Linked DNA regions of Mus musculus: regions 1, 2, 3 and 4 are each linked to region 5. The links are chromatin contacts, called in public Hi-C and HiChIP or PLAC-seq maps. All regions are on one chromosome and are shown on one strand. The core of a region is the stretch at or near the end of the contact, and the rest is flanking DNA. Distances in the headings are between cores, read along the strand shown.

What was found. A called contact is a pair of places that touch in the nucleus more often than the background predicts. HiChIP or PLAC-seq counts read pairs in DNA pulled down with a chosen protein or histone mark.
Region 1: a contact with region 5 is called in an H3K4me3 HiChIP or PLAC-seq map of embryonic limb bud, with 6 times the contacts expected there. The contact joins the promoter of Odf3l2 here to the promoter of Syde1 in region 5. A contact is called at or near these places in 7 of 39 promoter capture datasets (the C10 cell line, cranial neural crest, embryonic stem cells and 3 more), 1 of 484 Hi-C or Micro-C datasets (embryonic stem cells), 8 of 115 datasets of contacts at active chromatin or transcription factors (embryonic limb bud, embryonic stem cells, extraembryonic endoderm stem cells and 3 more) and 1 of 9 other capture datasets (embryonic stem cells).
Region 2: a contact with region 5 is called in an H3K4me3 HiChIP or PLAC-seq map of stem cell-derived neural progenitor cells, with 5 times the contacts expected there. The contact joins the promoter of Tpgs1 here to the promoter of Syde1 in region 5. A contact is called at or near these places in 13 of 39 promoter capture datasets (the 3T3-L1 cell line, 3T3-L1-derived adipocytes, the C10 cell line and 8 more), 7 of 115 datasets of contacts at active chromatin or transcription factors (the 230-238 cell line, embryonic stem cells, extraembryonic endoderm stem cells and 3 more) and 1 of 9 other capture datasets (embryonic stem cells).
Region 3: a contact with region 5 is called in a Hi-C map of CD8 T cells, with 5 times the contacts expected there. The contact joins the promoter of 2810425M01Rik here to the promoter of Syde1 in region 5. A contact is called at or near these places in 1 of 484 Hi-C or Micro-C datasets (CD8 T cells) and 1 of 115 datasets of contacts at active chromatin or transcription factors (double positive thymocytes).
Region 4: an H3K4me3 HiChIP or PLAC-seq map of pro-B cells shows a contact between it and region 5, with 7 times the contacts expected there. The contact joins the promoter of C2cd4c here to the promoter of Syde1 in region 5. A contact is called at or near these places in 3 of 39 promoter capture datasets (embryonic stem cells, hippocampal neurons and liver), 6 of 115 datasets of contacts at active chromatin or transcription factors (the NIH/3T3 cell line, astrocytes, embryonic stem cells and 3 more) and 1 of 9 other capture datasets (embryonic stem cells).

What each region holds. Positions count from the first base shown.
Region 1 is chr10:79,644,325-79,647,590 of GRCm38.p6, forward strand. Odf3l2 (outer dense fiber of sperm tails 3-like 2) reads right to left here and starts at 1,414. Exons shown (of 4, transcript NM_001033473.2): 1 at 1,243-1,414; 2 at 290-397. The coding sequence starts at 1,369.
Region 2 is chr10:79,667,989-79,671,110 of GRCm38.p6, forward strand. Tpgs1 (tubulin polyglutamylase complex subunit 1) reads left to right here and starts at 1,451. Exons shown (of 2, transcript NM_148934.3): 1 at 1,451-1,795. The coding sequence starts at 1,458. It overlaps Madcam1 (mucosal vascular addressin cell adhesion molecule 1), which reads left to right. Exons shown (of 5, transcript NM_013591.3): 5 at 249-554. The coding sequence ends at 379.
Region 3 is chr10:77,514,488-77,517,695 of GRCm38.p6, forward strand. It overlaps 2810425M01Rik (RIKEN cDNA 2810425M01 gene), which reads left to right and starts at 1,411. Exons shown (of 1, transcript NR_163865.1): 1 at 1,411-2,454. It overlaps Fam207a (family with sequence similarity 207, member A), which reads right to left and starts at 1,326. Exons shown (of 6, transcript NM_133998.3): 1 at 1,116-1,326. The coding sequence starts at 1,253.
Region 4 is chr10:79,612,227-79,615,326 of GRCm38.p6, forward strand. C2cd4c (C2 calcium-dependent domain containing 4C) reads right to left here and starts at 1,792. Exons shown (of 2, transcript NM_198614.3): 1 at 1,531-1,792; 2 at 1-1,112. The coding sequence starts at 1,085.
Region 5 is chr10:78,590,145-78,593,235 of GRCm38.p6, forward strand. It overlaps Syde1 (synapse defective 1, Rho GTPase, homolog 1 (C. elegans)), which reads right to left and starts at 1,820. Exons shown (of 8, transcript NM_027875.1): 1 at 1,658-1,820; 2 at 1-99. The coding sequence starts at 1,745. Gm30346 (a long non-coding RNA gene) reads left to right here and starts at 1,897. Exons shown (of 3, transcript XR_380602.2): 1 at 1,897-2,336.

The DNA of each region.
Region 1 (3,266 bases), core at 164-2,663, 1.1 Mb after region 5:
GCTTTACACACTGTAGGCAAGTGTTCTACCCATCCTGCACCCTAGCCACCCAATACTGGTTGACACATCAGGTATCTGACCAGATGTTGTGGTCCCAGAACTGGGTGTGTTATGTGGGTGGGGTGGGTGGCGGCAGGAAGATCAGGAGTTCAAAGTCAGCCTGAACTGCATGAGAAGGCTTTCCAGATGTGGCCCCGCCTGCCCTGTCTGGCTCACCTCACTCTGAGGCTTACTTAAGAGAGACTCTGGAGGCTTGGGGAGGTACCCTGTACCCCTTAGCTGGTCTTACCTTCACTGGGCCTCCGAGCGAGGGAGTAGGCAGGACTGGCTGCCTTGGTACAATCGTGATTGACATAGCCAACGGTGGACGGAAGAACATACAAGCCAGGTCCGGAGCCTGAGACCCAAAGACCAGATCAGGGGTAGTGCTTGAAACCCAGAGGGGCTAGGTAGAGTCCCACCCTGCACCCTAACCACCTCTATGTCTGAGTAGAGAAAATGTCCAGAAGGACTCGGTGACACCCGAATTGTGAGCTAATCATGAATCATTGCGAGTGTGGAGACTTGGAAAACAGAGGCCCTGGAAGATAGGCTAACACAGAATAGAAAGAGGCTGGGAGCAAGAACCATCCCTGGTGGGGAAACTGAGACTAGGAACAGAGAAGCTACCATGAGTGGAAAACAAGCCAGAGCAGAGAGACCATCGCAAGAGAGGAAACCAGGGCCAGAGTGTAGAGACCACTGCAGCTAGAGAAACTGAGGCCAGAGTCATAGACACCATCAAGAGAGGGAAACTGAAGTCAGAGTAGAGAGATCACGGGTTGTGTGGGTGAACAGGGAAAGTGAGCCCAGGACAGAGAGATTGTTCTAGAGGGGAAACTGAGGCCAGTCACAGAGAAACACCACCTCAGAGATGGGGAGATGGAACATGGTATAGATCTGTCCCCACTGTCCATTGTAGGATGGGAAACTGAGGCTGCAGCCTGCAGCCTGTACAAATGCCACCCCTCGACACCCAGCCTCAGCCCCTTCACACACTCCATGGCTCTGCAGTCCCCCACATGCACCATTCCTCTAACTCCCTCCCTCAGGTTCTGCTACACTGTGTTCATCCTGTCCCCCTAGAGGGCCAGCAGATCCCACAGGGGACATATGGGCCTGCCTACAGATAATGCCTCTACTAAATAGCCCAGGAGCCCCAGTAGGGAGACAGAAGGAGCCCTCCCCAAGGCCAGCACAAACCATTCTCCAAGGTGGCAATTCCACAGGATTTTCTCAGCCCGGTCTCCGGAATGTGTCCATCAGCCACCCGCCGGGCCAGGGGTACTGTGGTCAGCCTAGCCTCTGGGTCGCAGCTGAGGGTCCCCATGGTGAACAGGACCTCGTGTGGGTTCCTGTGTCCTGCTACTCTGGTGCCACAAGCCAGGCACTGTCCCCAATCCTCACAGCTCAGCTGGTGTTGGCAGAAGCCTGGCCTCACCACACCCTCCCCACCACACAGACGGCCCCTTGTCCCCTAAGCAAGGATCTCAGGGCCTGGCCAGAGCCAAGCTGGTCGGCCGGACGCTGGCCTGGAAGTGGAGCTGAGATCAAGTGTCAGCCAGGTGGCTGGATGGTCCAGGAAAGACTCCAGTATCAGCCGAACAGGTCCCCAGGGAGTCGGCTGAGCTGGGCCACGGGGCCAGAGCAGGCCCTAGGGATCCAGGACTGCAAACAGGACACCTGAAGGAACATGGATGAGGGGAGCAAAGCCTCATTTCCACAGAGCCCAGGGTTGTGGACGGCATGTCCCCAACTCAGTCGGGTGCTCATTGGCACCAGCTTTCCTTCATCAGCAAACATGTACTGAGCACCTGATACATCCCAGATTCTGTTCAGAGTGGCGTGAATAGAACAGGAACAGACTGGTAAAGGGCGGGTGTTCTTGGGGTGGGGAAAGAAGCTAAACAATAAATTTAATAGATTGTTCTGGTATGAACCAGCCTGAAAAAGATGACCATGTCAGGGTAAGAGACCAGCTCTGCAAAGGCCCTGAGGCAGGGCTGAGGACAGAGCAGGCCAGGAAAATCCTGTTTTCACCTTTGCCAAAGGCTACCACCGTGTCCCCACTAGAGAGCTCTGGGAAGAGTGGCAGAATGAAACTCAGATATTTCTTCCAGTTTGTTTTTTAATGTAGTGACTCGGGGGGTAGGGGGGAGGGTTGGTGTTTTGTGCTCTGTTTTGTTTGAGACAAGGACTCACAATGTAGCCCAGGTTGATGTTGGACTCCTGGTCCTCCTGCCTCTGCCTTCCCTGTGCTATGACTGCATTCAGGAGGTGACTAAGAGCTCCCTCCTTTGGTCACAGACAACGGATGCTGACATGATTAAGATTCTCAGAGTCCCTCGGAAACATACCAAAAGGCCTGAGCCCTGGGCACTCCAACAAATTTCACATCAGCCATTTTGGATTCTAGCCCCTGACTCCTGTGGATCCCTAAAGCTGGGATCCAGGAGTCTCAGAGGGTCCCACAAGCCCAACATGCATGTCCTTGTCCTCTTGACTTACCCTATTCAGCTCCACCCTGGTCACATGGGATTAAATGGCTGGTCCTGACACACACACACACACACACACACACACACACACAACATCCGACCCTTCAACTCCAGATCCTCCCACTGTTAAGGATTCCTTAGTCACTCAACCAGCTGGAGTGGCTCACAGCTCACTCCTCAGTTACCTGGACCCTCAGCCCACCAGCTCCCATCATGCAATACTCTGCTCTAGACCACATCAGTCTGGGCAGCAAGGAGTAAAGACCTGTGTCCTGTACTATGACAGAAACCTAGGCAAATATACTGGTGTCTTTCTACAATGTCAGAAGTTACCAAATAGCAATGAATTCACAAAGTCCAATATGTCAGTGACAGCAATTTGTGGCACAATCCGCCAACCTCAGAAGCCTGACATTGTCTTTCACATCACACAGCACACCAAGAATGCACCTATATGACTGTATGCACTATAGAGGATCTACAGAACAGATACAAGTTAAAGAGGCTGTCACACCATTCAAGGGGTTTGGGGAGCTGAGAAAGAGTCTGCATTGGGAAGATAATGAACCAGAAAGGGACAGTTTGGGGCTGATGGGGTCAGGGTTAGAAGGTGAAGTTGCTGCCTTCTGCCACAAGGTGAAAGACCAATGAAGTGGAAACTTTTGGTTTCTTTGGAAAGTCAGTTGTATCAGATGGTGTTTCACTGGGGCAAACACATGGAGGAGGGTT
Region 2 (3,122 bases), core at 201-2,700, 1.1 Mb after region 5:
GAAGAAGAAGGGTCAATGTCAGCCTAAGCTACAGAGTGAGACCGTAATTTAGAAACAAAAGCTTCCCTTTAAGTAGATTCATTCTTCCATGCTGTCTTTGAGTATGTCTGGTTGGGTGGCTGTTTTCTACCCAAGTAGAGGCTGGCTAGTTAAGTCCACTTTTAAACTGTAAGGGCCTATGTATGTTCCCTCTGTGGAGCCCACAGGCACTGGGACTGATGGCAGCCTTTCTCTTCCTACTCTTTCAGCCTCCACCGTCGTCCTATGGATTGGCAGCTTGGTGCTGGGGCTGCTTGCACTGGTCTTCCTTGCCTACCGCCTGTGGAAATGCTACCGGCCAGGTCCTCGCCCAGACACTAGCTCATGTACACACCTATGAAGCTCCATTATGCCAGACTAAAGGAGGCAGAGAGTGACCAGCTGCAGGATTTGGGGCATCAAGATGATAGTGTGGCCTCTTTCCTTGGTGGTCAGCACATCTATAAGTTTCTCCTGACTTCTGGGCTTTTCTGCCTGCTGGCCCAGAGCTAAATAAAAGCCCCGTATCTAGCCACTGGCATATTCTTTCGTACTGTGAATAGGAAGGCTTTGTACATCACCTATCCCTACAGCCAGAGTCCCTGGAGACAGTCACACATCCCAGTTTTCTTTGGTAGGTCGAGCAACAGGATACTAGGCTGGGAAATGCCTGCATTTAACAAGAGTAACTAAGGAGATATCCAGTGGCTTAGAAAAAGTACTTGGGGGGTAACCTGGGAAAACACGAAGAGCGGTATGGATGCCAGACAAGGGAATAAAAAGTATGTCAGTAGATAAAGAGCCAAAGATAACACAGAAAAGGGACATGCGAGGATACTAGAAAGCCACAGCAGTTCAGAATTGCAAAGAGAGCACCCCCCTCTGGTGGTCAGAAATGGTAACAGTCTGGGAAAGGAAGGAATCTGGTGACAACTCCGCTCAGGCACCTTAACGCTCGGAAGGAGACTAAGTGAGGCCAAAAACCCGGGAGAGCCCAGGCCGAGTCTGGGAGCAAACGCAGAAAACGGTTTGAACTCCGCTTTCAGCCCTAGATTCCTGGTGAGCTTTGCGGGGTTTATCTGGTACCCAGGGTGCCTGGTTGCTAGGAGACCATGCTTAGGAAGACTTGCCCACTACCAAGATGGCAAGGTATCGCGCTTCAAGCCAGAAACCAAGCCCTTCCTGGGGGACCATTTTGAAGTCTGGCAAGCTCACAATTCCAGACCGAAGCTAGAAGATGCAGTCATGGAGTAGCAGGAAAACGCACACAGAGAAAGCCAGGGGCACAGGGGGAAAAGGTCGCTTGCGCTTGTTACTATCGAGATTCTCAGAGAGGGGGGCCGCTGCCTCTGCCCTTAACAAAAATGGTCGTCGAGGGAAGGCGCCTCATCGCGCCGTGAATTATGGCGGCGCTTCCGGTCCCGCTGCCCCCAACAAAGATGGCGGCAGTGGAGAAACGGCGGCCGGCAGTAGCACCAGCGGCCAATTTCCCGGACAGTGGCCGGACGTCGGTGTCTCAGGCGGCGGCGGCCGCTGAGAGCGAGGAGGACTTCCTACGGCAGCTCGGCGTGACGGAGATGCTGCGCGCAGCCCTCCTAAAGGTGCTGGAGATCCGGCCCGAGGAGCCCATCGCCTTCTTGGCGCACTACTTCGAGAACATGGGTCTACGCTCGCCGACCAACGGAGGCGCCGGGGAGCCCCCGGGCCAGCTCCTCCTGCAGCAACAGCGCCTGGGCCGCGCGCTGTGGCACCTTCGCCTGGCTCACCACTCGCAGAGGTGCGGACCGATGGCGGACGGGGGTACCAGAACTACAATTCCCGACAGGCCCCGCGCGGGAGCAACTCGCCGCCGGCGCGGGGCGTTTCCGGGAGTAGTGGTCTTTCCTCTTTTCCCGGGTCTGGTCGGCTTGAGGCAGGTTTAAGGTTCTCGGCACGCCTCGCATCGATTTCGCCTGCAGTGTGCGCGGGGTGTACTGGATATTGTGGTCCGGGTAGGAAGTGCTGGGGGTTGTAATCCATCGTCCATCTATTGCATGAGCTTCCAGGTGATTACGGCCTGGAGGAGGTTGCTTTTGAACCCGAGTCCATTTTGCCCTCGCAGCCAAGGGTTTTGGGAGGTCAAGAAGCCCAGCAAGGTAGTATAAATAGTGTGGTGCTTGTCCAGGAGATGGACAGCCTGTGTACTCAGGCCCCAGGCCCCAGACAGAAGTTCCTTAGATGCACACGCAGAGCACAGGCTGGTCTAGAGCCTGACGTGAACCCTGCAGGGAGCTCCGCAGTGGGAGTAGTTCCAGTGTAGGTGACGACTAAGGACGCTTTTTCATTGCATAGTGGATGAGGGAAGCTGATCAGTAGGGCATCATCAGCCAGGGGGTGACCAAATGCCTGAGGGTCTCAGCATGGGAGTGGCTTTCCAAAGGGTGCTTGGAGGAAGACTCAGGGAGGAGAGCAGGGGAGGGGGCCGCAAGGAGGAAGACGTTGGGCAACAGTAGCTCAGGCCTTCCCTAGGGAAGTGAAAGTCCAGAGATCATACATTTCCAGCTGAGCAGACCAGACATCTCTGCACCAGAGGGAAGGGGCTCAGTATCCAAGATGGTAGCCAAGAAGGGAAGGGTGGAGCATGGCGGGCCCATGTGGCTAGAGGGGAGGGGTACAGGCACAAAGGGAGAAAACCAGCGAGAATGTAGACGGACAGTCTTCAGCTAGGACAGCATTGGGGTATGTGAGTGGGAGACTGAAGGTATCAGCAGAGAATACGCACACAAGACCACACCGTGAGGTGCCCAGGGGAGGAACAAACTGCTTACTGGGGGCATCCGGAATTCTCCCAGGGATGAAGAGCAATGAACCTAGGGATTTAAAATAGAAGTGTTTTCTGTGAGTTGAAGTCAGCCTCACCTGAGGATCTGGGGCAAGCTTTGTGATCATGTCACCAGGTCTCTGTGTCCTTCACTACCTGGTTTCTGTGCCAGTCACTGGATCCTTACCTGCCATCCTCTGGCAAGGCCTCATTTTAACCAGCTGAAAGCTGTGTGTTTACCATATTCTGAGGTTCTGTGTGGACCCAAACTTGGGGCCATTACTCACCTGTGGGAACTAAAAAG
Region 3 (3,208 bases), core at 161-2,660, 1.1 Mb before region 5:
CTAAGGCAAAAATCCTCTACTTCTCAGCCAGGGAGGCCCCGGAAGAGTATCTACGTCCTTGTTCCCAGATCAGGCCTGTTCCTTCCTGCCCCCATCAGACTTGGGACAATCAGAGAGTCTTGGGGAGTAGAGCCACACTAGCACAGGGCCTGAGCACAGCCTCCCTGCAAACACATGCAGATCCAAGAGTAGCTGTGAGATAAGGCATGACTGCTGCTTACAACTGTATGCATGGGCCCTCCCAGGAGTGAGCAGAGGGAATCCTCTAAGTACTGGTCCTTGGGCATCTCTGAGGAACAAAAATAGGAACACCAACCACATAACCTTCCAGTGAGGCAAAGACGCGGCTGACCAAAGGGGCATAAAAACAATCTCTGTCAACACAAGGCTTAAATTTGAGCCAAGTTACCAAATTAAAAGAAAAATGGGAAAAATAAGAATCAATGGCTGCACGAATCAATGACTGCACAGCACCTCCCGTGGGTGTGGGTGTGGGAGAAAACAGAAGCTCTCAGTTTGGCTACAACAACAAATAAAAGCTGGGCACAGTGGGCTACAGCCTGGGCACGAGAGTGACAAGCTGGGGGGGGGGGCTAGGGTGAAACCTTGTCTCAAAAGAATAAAGAAAGAATGAGATGAGGTAAAATAAAAATAAATAAGATCCCAAAGGCCAAAGCAACAAGCAAGCGCCAGGGACACAAGTGCATGCCATGCCTTTAACCCCAGCATGTGGGAGGCAGGGGCAGGTCAATCTCTTATGAGTTCGAGGCCAGCCTGGTCTACAGCGTGAGTTCCAGAATAGTCAGGGCTACATAGAGAGACCCTGTCTCAAACACACACCAGAGACTGAGACACAGAGATAGACAGAGGCAGACAGACAGCGCCCTGCGACATTTCCAGAGCGTAGTGGGATATTTTCCCCCAGAGATGGAAGCGCTTCTGGAGCCTCACACCCCAACCGAGAAGGCATGACGGCTAAAGGTGGGCCGGGTCAGGACCCTAACCAGAGTGGCAGGAACACACACAGAAGAGGCGACACCCAACCATCCAGGGCTCCTGATCTTTGGAGATCCGGCTCGGCAGAGACCTGGCCCGACCGGCGCCCCACACCTCACCTTCGCCCCCGCTCCGCCCGCCGGGGATTGTGGGAGCGCCGGCTCCACGGCGCGGGGCACAGGGCCCGGTGCAGAATCCCCGTCGGGTCTCACGGCCGCCCGGTGCACACGAGCCCGCAGCGCCCTCACTTTCCCCATCTTCCCTGGAGGTTTCCGCCTGTTAGCAACGCCGCCTCACTAGTGGAAGAGCCTCCCGGAAGTGCTCCCAGACAGCCGGAAATAGAGCCGCGGCTGCGTAGATCGGCGTTCGGCCGGTCCCCGGAAGTGCCTCCCGTAGCGCGTGCGCAGTTGCGGTGCTTACGTCGCGCGCTCCCGCTAGCGCGTTAGACGTGTGGCGATGTGGCTGCAGCCAAGAGCCAGGGAAGTAAAACTATTGAAGCCTCGGGTGCACGTTACGCCATGTTTCTATCGCGCGCGTCTGGGGTAGAATAGGGAGAAAGGTTCACGTCGGTTTTACTCATGCGGGTCTCTATGTGTGCAGCTTGGCGTTTCGTCCTTAAAACAGGTCCTGGAGTTGGGGACTTTGCAATTCCACTTAAATGGGTACCAGATGGACCGAACGGCCTCCGTCTTCCTGCACAGTCGGCTCCGTGTCCAACAGCCCCTGTGCACCCAGTGCAGTATTGCTTAAGGAAAGCAAGGACGAAGGGTAATTCCAGCTCTTCACCCAAATGACACCTGTAAAATACAATACAAAACCAAAGTGGGCTATAGTTGGAGCCACAAAAGAAAGTTGGGCCCAGGCACAGCCAGGGTAGAGGCCTTCTGCCTTCTTCCCTTCTAGGGTAGAGAGCATCCTGGATGCCGGGACGTCTCTGCTAGGGATCCACAGTGAGATGGGATTTGTGGGGAGAAGGTGAGCCCAAAGCGGAGTCCGGTGCCCCACAGTGGCTGAAGTAGCAGAGCATGCCAGGGAGCAGAGCCAATAAGCATCTTTCCGATGCGGTTTCTCATCAGGGGATGCCTCCAGGTTCCTGCTCCTTCCCTGACGATGAGATCCAACCTGTAAGATGTAAAGAACACCTTCCTCCCCACGCTGCCTTTGATAAGTGTTTTTATCACAGCAACAGAAAGCAATCTAGAACAGTGAGTGAGTGGCTGCAGGCCAAGCAGTGCACTAGATGTGAAGCTGAGACAAACTAGATTGAATCAGGCGACTTGAAGAGACGTTTGAGCCAGAACAGCTGAATTGAATCAGCCAGTAAGAGTTCAGAAAGAGCTAGAAAAGGAGATCGTAGTCAGCAGTAAGCCTCCGAGACAACAAGGACATCAAGCGAATAAAAGTTACTTTCGCAAGCTTGTTTTGAGATGACCTGGGAATAAAGTCCATTGAACTCTTCACAACCTGGTTCATCTCCCCAGAAGATCTGGCAGCCAGAGCCACCCTGAAAGCTAGCCTGGCTTTTACCTAGGACAGATCCCCACCCCACCCCCCCACCCCCTAAATGTTTTCTCCTTCTCAACCCTCAGCAGTGTTCCTGTGCTCTGGGCTGTCCGATGGACCCCAGGTTCCCCCATGGAGGATGAGTTGCTTAAGGCCAGTTCCAGGGCACCCCAAGGAACTCACAAGTCGACGACAACAAAGTTAATTTTTTAGAATCCTCAACTCTTCTTCCTGCCGCCTGAGGGCGCGCGTGTCCCGTGCTTCCCTGGCTCCTGGCAAACTAGTTTTGCAGTTAGAGAGGACTGTACAGCTAGTTTTGCAGTTAGAGAGAGGACTGTACAGGTGTCTCTGGCTAATTCCCCCCCCCCCTCGGGCTCTAGACCGCGACCCTGCTCCAAGTCAACTAGAGTGTAGGTGTGACCGCAGGCTGGTCCACTGATACAGCTACTGGGAGGCGGGATGGGGGTTTGGGGTGAGGGGAGGCGGACAATGTATCATCGCGCCCAGCCCTGGAAACTCAGCTGCCAGACCCCGCAGGCATCAGCAGGGTCCAGATCACCTCTCAGTTCGTCCCCAGCCCCAGCGACTGATCCAAGACAGTTCTGCCTGGCTTTTCTCGGGGAGGAGGGCTCCCTTGATCCTCCCAGGGAGGTGGCCAAGTTTGCTGGGTCCACCTTTCTTTGGGTGACCTAGCCAAGGCCTGAGCTTT
Region 4 (3,100 bases), core at 542-3,041, 1.0 Mb after region 5:
TTGATGATGGTGCTCCGCTGCTTCTGCAGCTTCCCGGGCACCAGGCACAGCCCCACGCAGCAATTGATGCTCCGGGCATCACAGGGCCGGTCATACAGGCCCTCGGCCGCCAGCAGGCGCACACGCAGGCGGGCCTGAGCAGCCTCGTACTCGGCCAGCAGCCTCACGCTGCCCCTGGTGCCCATCTTCACTGTGTGCTCTCCACGTGGTGCCTGGCCAGACTCCGGGCCTGGCTCCGGGGTAGCCCTGCGGGACAAGCGGCGACGGACACCTGGGCTGGTGTCTGGTGTGCTATCATCCGCAGACAGGGAGCCATGGCGACCTACCGACTGTTTCAGCTGGCTCACTTTGGCCTGGCTGTCCTGGGCGAAGCCCTTGAGCAGCGATACAGAGCGAGACAGCAGAGGGGACCCGAAGGGGGACGACTCAGCAGAGGACCCTGTGTCACTTTCCCCGCCACTGAAGTAGCGGCTAGGGCTCATCAGGGCCCCCCCAACCTCCCGGGATCCCCCATCACCTCCATTGCCCTTGGCCCCTGCTCGCCGGCGGCCAGCACCAGGGGATCCGACCTGGGCCAGGGCCCCGTGCTCACTGTGGAAAAGGGACTCCTTGCGCCTGGTGTGGGGGCTCTCGGCCAGTGTGGCAAAGCCATAGGATGTCTGAGCCTTGGGCACAGAGGGCAATGACATGGCACCCTGCGCCTGGGGGTCAGCGTTGGTGGCTTCCTCGGCTGTCCAGTCCTCCGCACTCTCTATCTGAATCACATGTCGTGTGGCTGCCTTCAGCAGGCTCCTGCTCTCTGAGGCCAACTTGGCCGGCAGCCGGGGACTGCGAGGTGCTCGACGGGGCCCAGGTGAAGCCAGGTTTTGCTCTGAGGTGGAGGGGCCCAGGTCCGCCTGTCCCTCAGCCTCTGTGGGGCCAGAGGGCAGCTTGGGCGGGATGAAGAAGTCGGGGATCTTGTCCGGAGTCAGCACGTTGCTATACAAGGGACCCTTGGAAGACTTGTCCCCAGCCTCACCGCGGCTGGCTCCGTTCTCCCCAGACCCCCGAAGTCGTTCCAAGAACCACATGTTGGTTTTTCTCATGAGGGCGACAGGCAAGAGACCAGGAGTCTGAGGAAAGAAATAGGAGTCAGAAGTGACACTTGTGCTCAAATGTCACCTGTCAGGGCTGTCAAAGGGTCGGACTTGTGTTAAGGGGTCACCTTAGGGTTATCAAGAAGTTGGCATTTATGCCCAGCTGTCAACTGACTGTCAGGGATGTCAGGGGGTGGTACTGTACATGGGAGTCATCCGCCAGGGCCCCATGGGCTTGACACCTGGTTCAGGGGTCACCACCTGTTAGGGTTGAAGCCAGCGTAGTGTAGGATCACGCTGAGCACTTGGGGCGCCCTGAGCAGGGTCAGTCTCCCACGCGAGCTGGGCCCGGCCTGTATCCTGCGCACCCACCCACCACCACCTCAGGGGATCGGGGTCCCCCCAGGGAACCACAGGCCTGAGCATCCCGGCCCCGCCCCCAGCTGCCACCCACCTGTGGCTTCACTCAGCTGCTGCGCTGTGCGTTGGGGGAGGCGGCGACAGCCCTGGGCCCGGTGCAGCGAACTGACCGCGCCCCCGACTCCCTGTGCGCCGGGTATGGGTAGCGCGGAGCGCGCTGGGCTCACCTGCCCCACGGGCTGCGGCGACTCCGGAACGCGGAGCTAGGCTACAGCCCGGCGCAGCTGCGAGCGAGGCGGTAGCGCAGTGGCCAGCTCTCCTCTCGGCGCGGGAAACCGCCCACCAAGCCGTATTCCTCCGATTGCGGCCGCGCGCCCGCGTCCTCGCAATCCGCGAGGGGCGGGGCCTCCCGAACTGGCGGGGAATCGGGGGCAGGGCTCCTAATATAAATAGGGCGGGTCTGCATGCGGAGCTGGGCCTAGGAGACAGTCTCCTGGTTCAAGCTGAGGAGGGGGGAGGCGGAGCTACTGGTAAATAGGGTGGAGCCTGAAGAAGGGGCGGAGCTGGCAGGAGTGTCTGGACTACATTGTTCCAGCCAGGGGCAGGGTTGGTAGCACTGAACCACCTGCCTGGTACAGGGTGGATGGGGCATTGCCTCCTGGTACAGAGAAAGAGTTCTGTGAGGGGTGAGGGGTGATACCAACTTGTATAGCCTGTGGTCCTGGGCAAGACCCAGACTACTGATCTAAGCCTCCTGATGCTAGACTGAATGGAATACATAGAGTCTGGAAGGGGAGCTGAGGGGCGGGGCTTGTGTCACTGAATCCAGCTGAGTCTAGCTGTACCACTTCTAGTCCCAGCCTCTCCTCTCAGCTCTGGGGAACACAACAGATCCCTTCACTAGCCAGCTGGTCTTCAACCAATAATAATAACTCTAATGATTGGAATTGGGAACTGAGTCCCAATCAGCCTCTACATGACCTTCTCCATCTCTGGTTCCCATGGCCACCCAGCAGGGAGTCAGTCATCCTCAGCGTTTGTAGATGAGGTGACAATTTCACTCTAGGAGAACAACCCACCCAGAGAAAGGCCTGGTCACTGTTGGCTGGGTTTCCACAGCTCAGCATCAGGTACTTGGTGTAATACACCTTCCATGGGCCTACATTTATCTGGTACCCATCTATGGCCAAATGACCCAGATGCTGGGAACAGTCTGATGGCTATCCTAGTGACCAATGAAACAGGTAGCCATGGAACAACACACCGGCGAATGACAATATAGGTGTGTGGCTCTCCATGACAAAGCTATAACAGTCCTGGAGTGGTGACACACACCTTTAATTCCAGCATTTGGAGGGGGAGGGGAGCAGAGGCAGGCAGATCTCTATGTGAGTCTAGCCAGGTCTACATAGCAAGTTCCAGGACAGCCAAGGTTACATAGTGAGACTGTCTCAAACCAAACAAAAACAAAACAAACAAAAATCTTGTAACAGGAAATCTAGAGGGCAATGGAAGAAACTGCCATCCATCAGCCATGGCAAAAGAGACCTAGCAGGGTAAGGCCAGGCTCAACCTAAGGTTAGCTACAGGATCACAGCCCCCAGGAACCAGGTGCCTTGGGCTTGCTCTACTGGCGCTTCAATCCTGTGGCTGACCATACTTCC
Region 5 (3,091 bases), core at 570-3,069:
TCTCGGGGCTGGGTGGTACCTCTGCTCCAGCCTGAGACCCTTCAAGGACACGAGGTTCTGGTTCTGGGGGTTTGGGCTCTGAGCGCTGGGCTGGGTGGCCTGGTGGAGAATGAAGATGGTAAGACCCAACTCTCAAGTTCCCAGAGGTCCAGGGAGGCAGTCTAGCTAATTGGCTTCAGCCCTCACTTCACATAACCAATCGACAGCAAGGAAGCTCTTTGCTAGCCTGGAGCCACTGCCTCCTTTGGAACCAGCTGTTTTGTTTGGTCCTAGCAGCTAGCTAATACTTTTGCAGTCCTAGCTTCAAGGTCCCCTGCCCTAGCCCCTAGTAATGCAAAAGGGACTGTGAATCAGCCTCAAGAGTCCAGGTCAAATGTCCTTGGAACCTCAGGACATTTCGGCTCTGTCACCCCTCTCCCAGACATTCCATTAATCCTAGAATCTTACGCCTGCCCCTTCTCATTGAGTGGCCTTGAGCAAGGCATTTTTCCTGATGCTCCATGTCTTGTTTATGAGGAGATTCAGTATTATCATATTCTCTTCTCGACCCCCTTCCAGCTTGGAGCTCAGTGTGAGAAGCAACTTTAGACAATAGGATCTGTAGCCCTGCTCAAGGCCCTAGTAGCTGCTGCTGGGAAGGCAGGGCAGGGAACGCTGGTTTCTTTTTCATTCAGCACCCTTTTCCCATTTCCCAAATCCTGCCCACAAGTTCTCTTGGATCTTGCCCCTCAGCCCAAGCCAGATTTCTACAGTCAGTGCCCCGTTACCCCGCCCCCCTTATCTTGGCTCTACTTTCTCTGACATCATGGTCGATTTCCTGTGTGTGTTTATGTGTGGGCACCCGGATCCCTTCTCTGGCCCTGGGACCCTTGGGATGCCCTGGGAACGGCCCGGGAGGAAGAGTCAGGTCCTTGGTATAGTGGCCTCCCTCCTTTAACTGCTTCCTTCCGAAGCCCCCTACCCATACAGCTTTCGTTCCTTTCCATTTCATTCTTGCTGTCTGTGGACCCCCAGATTTAAGGATCTTCTATTTCCACCCTTTGGCCCTCTGTTTCAGGTCTCTGTCATCAGTAGCATAGTCCAGAGGATTGTTTAAAGTCAGTTCACAGGCCCGGGACAAATCACCCAACAACCACGTGCCTCAGTTTCTCTGTCTTAATAAACAGGACGGTTTCTTGGGGCTGGCCACAGTAGGTGCGGCTGCAGCCTCTGGAGCGATGGTGGCATGGAATTGGGGAAAAGACTGCAATAATAAATATAACCCCGCACGACCTCTCTTTAGTACAGGAGTGTGTACCCAGGAGAGGTGCCCACCACCCAGCCATGTCGATGCCACACAGCTGTCCTCACCTCCCGCCCCTGCCCCGCCACTCTCTGGGCGCCCCTTCGAGGCCCCATTTCCTGTCAGGGGTGAGGCCCCCCTGCGGGGCCTTGCAAGGATCCCTGGGGCTGGCATCTCAGGCCAGCTGCACATAACGGTCCGTGCCCCCCGCCCCAGCCCCCCAGCCTTACAAAGATCCGGTGCATATTCCTCTCTTGCATCAGGGCTCGCTCCCGGCTTACCCACTAGGTCCCGCTGCGTACCCTACCGGGGACCTGGGGATCTGAGGCTGAGTGGGGCTCCCTTCTCTTACTTTCCGAGAGTCCCCGCACTCACCGCGGTCCTTGGCTTCTGACTTTTTTCGAGGAAGTTTCTCACGACCCCGCAGGCGGGAGAAGGTCTTCCTGAGCAGCGGCTCGGCCATGCTTGGGCCGCGGCCGGCCGAGTGCGCGCCCCGGGGCTGCGGCCGCCCGCCCCGCCCGCCTACCCCCCCCCCCCCACCGGCCCGCTCCAGCAGGAAGCGCATTCCGGGAATGCTTGGCCTTAACTTTTTTTTTTTTTTTTTCTTTTCCTTTCCCGCGGCCCGAGCAGGCGATGCTGGGAGATGTAGTCGCCTGGGGCCGGGAGGGGACATGATGGGGTGCTGGGCTGATCTAACTCTTCAACTATGAATGTCATGGCATAGGCTGGGCCCCCCATAACCATCCTCCTTGTGTGATGGCATGCAGCACATTCTGTCGGCTCCCCCAAACCGCATCCAAGGCACACATCAGCTCATGTCTTTCCTCCTGTCCGTCCATCCATCCCCACATCACCCAGTACCTCGACCACGATCTTTCCTTGGGAACCCCAAATGCCCCCAACTCAAGTTACTATTGCTGCTTATTGACCCTCAAGCTTAGTGGTTTCAGACAGCCGGGATGCTCACTGTCAGGAACATGGACGCGATATAGACGATGCAGTCTGCTGATCTCTACTCAGTCGAGAACACAGCAAGGATAGGTGTATCTCGAAAGTAAGTGGTGAAATCGGAGGTTGTATTATTATTTTTTATTTAGTACTGAAATACCGGAGGCTGGACAACTTTCTAAAGTAGACTGAGTTCATGTTGATGTCCTAGCAGCACTCCTTAAGACAGGAAGAGAAAAAAAAATCTTAGGTTTGGGCTGATTCTTACAACTTAAGTTTACTTTTTATTATGAATATGTGTGTGCTTCTGTGTGTATGGCACATGGATCGGGGTGTGTGTGTGGGTGCCCAGAAACGGCTGGGAAACAAGCACTTTTAACTGCTAATTTGGTCTCACAGAACCGTCTTCTGAAGGCCAACTCCCGCCGATAGGCTCCTTTCACCATGACTAGCCTATTAACAGGGCCACATAGAGGACTAAACTTTCAACACATGAACTGTGGCACAACTAAAGTTCAGGTCTCTTAACTGGTGCCAGACACAGGCTGGACCTCCACTGGGATAGTGGACTAAGCACCTATGTGGACACCTCTGTGTCCTTGGCTTCCTCCCAGTTCAGTAGTTTTGTGGTAATTGGTGGGTATGCAGGCGTCTAAAAGTTAAGAGTGCAGATGAGTAGAAGGAAGACCTGCCCAGCTTTGCTTATCCAGGCACATGTGGGAGGAGAAACTGTGGTGCTGCAATAGTTTGAAAAGATCTAGTACATTCTAAGAGACTGGAACTTTTGCTAGACCTTACAGCCAGAGATAATACCACACCTGGAAGTCACCCACGACTGCTAGCCTCCTATGTACTCATTGA